Linked DNA regions of Gossypium arboreum: region 2 is linked to region 1. A link is a contact called in public Hi-C data. All regions are on one chromosome and are shown on one strand. Each heading gives the region's core, a stretch centred on a gene start, on an enhancer-like site or on the middle of the called end of the contact. The rest is flanking DNA. Distances are from core to core; before and after follow the strand shown. Region 1 has its middle 9.2 kb from the start of LOC108455176. Region 2 holds the start of LOC108456292 (18.1 kDa class I heat shock protein-like).

Region 1 (3,132 bases), core at 411-2,910:
CTTGCTTAGAATGAAGGTGGTTGCCAACCTTGATGGTTATCTCGGTCTACCCATTCCGATTGGTAAGAAGAAGTCAGCGGCTTTTCAAAGTATCTTAGATCGTGCCGCTAGTAGGATTGAGAGCTGGTCAAAAAGATTACTTTTGTATGGTGGAAAGGAGATTTTCATCAAGTCTATCCTGCAGTCTATTCCTACTTACGGGTTCTCTGTTTTCTTTGTTCCTAATGGCGTCCTGGAGGAGCTTCAATCTTTGATTTTCCGTGTGTGGTGGGGGGGAAGATAAGAAAAGAGGCTGGCATATATTATCTTGGGACCGCTTGTGTTACCCTAAAGGAATGGGGGGTCTCGGGTTCCGGGATTTGAGGCGCTTTAACGTTGCGTTGTTAGGTAAGCAAGTGTGGCATCTTATGTGCTGTCGGGACACTTTGTGCTTGAGAGTTTTGAGCGCAAAATACTTTCCATATGGGGATGTCTTTCATCCTAAGCGGATTGACAAGCCATCTTTTACTTGGCAAAGCATTACAAAAGCGGCTAGTTTACTGTACGAGGGCTTCGGCTGGAATGTCGGTAAGGGAAGCAGGATTGATATTTGGCACGACAGGTGGGGTTTTGAAGGGCTTTCGGGTGACTCGATTGGGCTGCGCAGGAGGGAGGTCCAAGAGGAAAAAGTGTGTGACTTGCTGAACAGTGAGAAAGATGACTGGAACGAGGGACGAGTAATTGCGATCTATGGTAAAGACTTGGGGACCAAATATGTAAAATCCCCATTATTCATAATGGCCCTGAGGACTCTCAGATCTGGTTCCATAACCCCTTTGGCTCTTACTCGACTAAGTCTGCTTATTCCTGGCTGACGTTGAAGCATGTAGGGTTTGGCCCTCATCGGGTTTTTTGGAAGATCACGTGGAAACTACAGACTCTTCCTAAGATTAAGATTTTTTTTGGCGTTTGGGACACGACATTCTGCCTACATACGAGAATATATCCAGTATTAGAAGGGAGTTTAATAGTAATTGTCCAAGGTGTGGGACTGTTATGGAGACTCTGATTCATGCTATGAAAGACTGTCCTAAGGCTAGAGCGGTGCTAGCTTATGAATGACTGAATAATAACTTGTTGGAAGGCTGCTACGGTCAGTGTGTGGACTGGCTTGAGGATGTGGCTCGTGCGCTGGACAAGAAGGCTTTTTCTGATTTCATAACGGTGCTTTGGAATATTTGGAACAGCCGCAACAATAAAGTTTTTCGGGATGTAGAGGAGGAGGCCAGAATGACTTGGGAAAGGGCTGCTGGGTTAAGCCGTGAATTTCGTATTTTTAACTTCCTGGAAAAACCGATGATTCCTAAGCCGACTATGGAAAAAGGGTGGGCGAAGCCCGGTCTGAGAGTGATTAAGATAAATTTTGACGCTACTACGATGGGAAGAAAGATGAGTTTTGGGCTTGTGGTAAGGGACCATGATGGTTTTGTCCTAGGCGGTCGAGTGGGCGTGTTGGAGAAGAACGTCCAAGCCGAGTGGGCCGAGTTTGATGCACTGGAAGAAAGCTTGAATTTTACGCGGACAAAAAATTGGCGTAAGCTGGGGTTTGAGTTTGATTGTGTAAGCCTGGTGAATCGGCTAAATAGGATGACGGTTGACTTTTCAACCATGGGCTACTGCATCAGGGAAAGTATTAAAATATTGGATCCATGTGTTTACTTTAAATTTGTTTGGGCTCCACGCTGTTGTAATAATGCGGCTGATTACCTTTGTAAGTGGGCTACTGCTCAGAATGGTATTACGGATTTTGACGTGGATTATCCTTTGGAAATCCATGATATTATTTTGAGAGATGCAATAAATTGAGGTTGACCTTCAGGTCTTTTTATATCAAAAAAAAAAAGAATGTCGCCTGGTAGTAGTTCGTGAGCTTAAGCAACTTCTTATTGCTAACGTCCCAGATATTGTTTTTCTTTGTGAGACTAAAATCAAATCTAATGGTTTCCAACCTATTCGTAATTTATGTAGGATGGAGGGCTGTCTTGCGGTCGATTCGAAGGGAAAGAGCGGGGGGCTGGCGTTAATGTGGAGAGCAAGCGTGAATGTCTCGATCCAGAACTATTCAAAATTCCATATCGACTGACTGGTTCGACTAGAGGATGATGCGGTGCTTAGATTTACTGGCTTTTATGGCCAGAGCGATTCTAGTCAAAGACAGCAGGCCTGGAACATGTTGAGAAGAGTAAGCGATAAGGTTACTGAAGGCTGGATTGTTAGGGGTGACTTCAATGTCATCCTGAATGACTCGGAAAAGGAGGGTGGCCGGTGTAAACCTAAGATTTTGATGGAGGATTTCGGTAATTTTCTGGAGGAGTTAAAGCTGACCGATGTTAAACCTTATAATGGATGGTTTATGTGGACTAACAATAGGGAAGGAGATCGGCTCGTGAAAGAGAGCCTGGACAGATTCGTTGTCTCTGATGCTACCATGGAGAAGCTTCCCTTTCTTACTTCCTTCATCGTTCGCCAGTCCAAGTCTGACCAGGAGGCTATCATGATGGATTCGGAAGGTAGTAGACCCAACAAGGCGAAGGCTGGTCAAAGGGCTTGGTTTAAATATGATACTTGCTGGGTGGATGAGTAGGAGCTTAAAGACATCATTTCAGGTATTTGGTCGAAGAAGGATTGTTCTATGATAGATAAAATGGACCTGACTCGTGATAAGTTGGGTCCGTGGCTATATCATCGCTTTAGAAGAATGACGAACAAAATCAAAAAGTTAGAGAAGGAGATTAGTCAACTCATGGATGGCGGTTCGAACGAGTGGACCACGCGTCAGCTTAAACAAGCTCGTGGAAAGCTTGGCTATCTTTATGATGTTGAGGAAAAATACTGGGCTCTTAGGGCGCGCTCCCAGTGGCTGAGGGAGGGGGGTAGAAATACTCGCTATTTTCACGTTCGGGTGTCGGGTCGTAGAAGGAAGAACAATATTTCAAAACTTAAATATTTGCAAGGGACTTGGCATGATGACGAGGAGGAGATTGGCTATATTGCTTGGAATTACTTTAATGATCTTTTTAAGACTTCGTGCAATCTTGATGTTGATAGAGACATGCAGTACATTCCTAGATGCATTGATGAGGATACAAACCG
Region 2 (3,373 bases), core at 837-3,336, 220 kb after region 1:
TACAATTTAGTCCTTTCTTGAATCAATATGTCATAATATACTTCCCACTGACATAACTCAATTTTCCTTTTCTTGTCACTTTATTTCCTTATTTTACTATATTAAGAGTAATATCTTACTGTATAAATTTTCGGGGTGTTACACAAAATCATTAACTCCATCACAAATTGAACCTGATCAGGATCCCATCTAATCAATTCCACAAAGAATAAAATTCATTTAAAAAAATACAAACAAACCGAATTGCCGACTTAATAGATCTATTGAAGTCTAGGACTTAATTAAAACTACCTACTTTAATCTCACATCAATTCGAAAAGCTTTCTTTTCAATTATTATCGGGGAACAACCAGAGGGAAAAAAGAATATATGAAAACAAAAATGTTAATACATTTTGCTAAGAAGCAAGCAAACAAGCCATATAATTCTAAAACGGTTCTAAATTTCTTATTATTTCCCATAGTTAATTGTCTCACAGCCTATTTTGACAATTGAGTTTTGAACTTAAATCGACTAATTTCACTTGAAATGGCAAATCGCTGAAGGGAAGTAGACGAAAAAATTGAAGAGAAAAATCACCAAATTGTTGAGAGTTTCATTTTTGAAAAGACTAGAAATGGCTAGGGCCTTTTTCTTTTTGTCAACAAAACTACTGCTAGCTGTTTTTGATACAAAGATGAATCCTAGGCCGGGGACGCAATGAAGGGAAGGGAAGGAGAAGGAGAGAGCGTTTAGCAAGTTCTGATGCTGGGATGTGAAGAGGAAAAACTTCGGAAAATATCTTACTGAAATAAAAAGGGTAAGACATTTTCCCCAAAAAAGACCTCCTTTTCCCGTGTTTTGTATAATGTTTTACCGTGGAAAATTATTTTCAGCCAAACAAACATTGGAAAAGGCTGAAAAGCTTTTACAAAAAAGCTTTTACAGGTAAACAAACGGAGCCTAAAACTTTTCCAATAATCATGCTAAAATAGATTTTCCTTTTAATTGTTAGGAAGTTACTTTTTTAAAAAAATTATATGTTTAACTATTTGGACTGGTGATATCACTGCAAAAGTAGAGAACCAAATTATGTCAAATTAAAACATAAATATTAAATCTCAAATATGAGTACAATAAAAGAATAAAATATACTTTGACTATTATTTTATATTAAAAGAAAAAATAAAATAGTTGTATATGTATCATGGAGAAAAGCCTAGGGAACCGATTTTATTCAAGATACATAATTTTTCTTAGAAAATATAGTTTTAACCCACAAAAAGTTATCTCTATATGATAAGTTAAAAGTGTGTACTTTTCAAAAAATAAAAATTCAACCTCAACATTTTAACTAAAATTGTTGTGGATAAAAACAATATAAATCAACTAATGTTATTAAAAAAATAGAATACAAAATATGTCAAATTAAAATAAAGATTAAATTTCAAGTGCGATTCTAGTAGAGAGATTCGACTTGAAATTTGACCACTATAGAGGTATAATAAAATATTAAAAATAAATATTTAAAAAGAGAGTCATGATAATTTTTAATATTATTTATGTAATAAAAATAGTACACTGTCAGTGTACTAAATACTCACTTTTTTATTATATTCTAAAAACAAATGACATTCAACCCATACCCACTTTTAGAAATTTTTTACTCAAAAGGTAATTATCATTTAAAATTTTTGACTGAATTTAATATAATTAATTAATCTAAAAAGAAGTTAAATAAAAAATACATTAATAAAATTAAATAATTAATTAAAAAATCACTCGCCACTTTTTCAAAAGAGTTAATTTGAATGTATGTCAGTTATAAATTTTCTTTAATTACGAGCAATTTGGCCCAAGCAACAAAACCATGGGCCCAAAGAGGACATTACAGGCTTTTCAAGGTCAGAAACTGACATCCATTAGGGCTTGGGCCTGCTTCATTTCCATTTTCTGGAACATCTCTCGGAACAATGACAGATGCTTACGCAATTAATTTATCCATAAACTTCTGGAACTTGTATTAGATAATGTTAAAATAATACTTGTCGACAACCTAACTTCTTTAGTGATTAAAATGCAAGAAATTATAACGACAGAAGATCGTAGAAGAACATATGAAACTATTAGTTTCATAGTAAAAATCAAGAAAGTTCAAGAGACAGCTTATTCATCCTTTAAATATGATAAGTTCCATTTGTACATTATATTCATCATTACTGTATTCCCATTTCATAGAATCCAGAAGAAAGATGGCTCTCATCTCCCAATTATTTGGCGATGAAATTTACGACCCTTTCCTTTCAATGGTCAACAAATGTCCAGTCCTTAACACCCCAACAGATTGGAAAGAAACCCCAGAGGCCCATGTGTTCATATCTGATCTTCCGGGGCTCAACAAAAAGGAAGTGAACGTTGAGATTGATGATGAAAGGGTGCTCAAAATATATGGAGAAAGGAAGGAGGATAAAGATGATAAAAATGTTAAGTGGCATAGAGTTGAGCGTTGCAGAGGCGAGTTCCGGAGGAGTTTTTGGTTGCCGGAGAATGTGAAGACCGATGGAGTTAAGGCATCAATGGAGGATGGTGTGCTTGTGGTGACTGTCCCCAAACAAGAAGTGAAGAAACCAGAGAAGAAAATGATTGAGATTGAGGAGATCAAGTGTTGAGTGGAAGAGATTTGAGAAAATTTTCATGTTTGTTTCAGTGTTTTCTTTGGTGTGTTTCATGTGTGTTGTTGTTGCTGCATTTTCATGTAATGTGTATGCTTCTGGCATGTAATACATGCATGTAAAGTTATGAATAAAATGTTTACTGGTTTCTTTTGAGAACGCCTTGTTCTTAGAACTTAACTCAAGCCAAAATTCTCAGTAAATCACAGAGAAAAAACCTTTGAAATAAAATACATATAAGATAACTTGAAGATAATGGGACATACACAAAAATCTCATTCGAAAAGTTAGAAGACTTGAGTAAAAATATAGATTTGAAAAGTGAGTTTGAACGAAAAATAAAACTTGTTTTCTTAAATAAGTTAGGTCTTAAGTAGGATTTTTTGACTCAGGTTGAATCAATTGTTTTGTTGTTATTTCGATGATATTTTGTTGCCATTTCGTTGCTAATTTGTTATCATTTTTTGTTACTATTTAGATATTGTATAAATTTTATTTTATTGTTAATTTTATTACTATTTTAGAAATATTTACTTGCTAAGTTGTAAATATAGTACTATTATTTTTTGGAAGGAGTATTAGTATTATTTAAGTATAAAGATTTTGGTTAATTCATTTTCTATTTTGTTGAGAAATATTTATTTTAATGTTCTTAGTGTATTTTATGTATTATATTTTTTAAACTTGTTTTATATAAAAATAATAATCTAAAAAATTAATAT

Evidence for each region. A called contact is a pair of places that touch in the nucleus more often than the background predicts.
Region 2: a Hi-C map of leaf shows a contact between it and region 1, with 2.4 times the contacts expected there. The contact joins the promoter of LOC108456292 here to the enhancer-like site in region 1. A contact is called at or near these places in 2 of 5 Hi-C or Micro-C datasets (both in leaf).

Annotation. Positions count from the first base shown.
Region 1 is chr9:13,282,066-13,285,197 of ASM2569848v2, forward strand. No RefSeq gene overlaps it. Among protein-coding and RNA genes, the nearest start is that of LOC108455176, 9.2 kb to the left of the region's middle. Within about 2 kb of position 1,661, at least 1 of the 2 cell types and tissues checked has an H3K27ac peak or open chromatin away from gene starts, as enhancers often do. A contact at or near this core is called in leaf, where this site is marked.
Region 2 is chr9:13,501,544-13,504,916 of ASM2569848v2, forward strand. It overlaps LOC108456292 (18.1 kDa class I heat shock protein-like), which reads left to right and starts at 2,087. Exons shown (of 1, transcript XM_017754887.2): 1 at 2,087-2,810. The coding sequence starts at 2,163. The coding sequence ends at 2,648.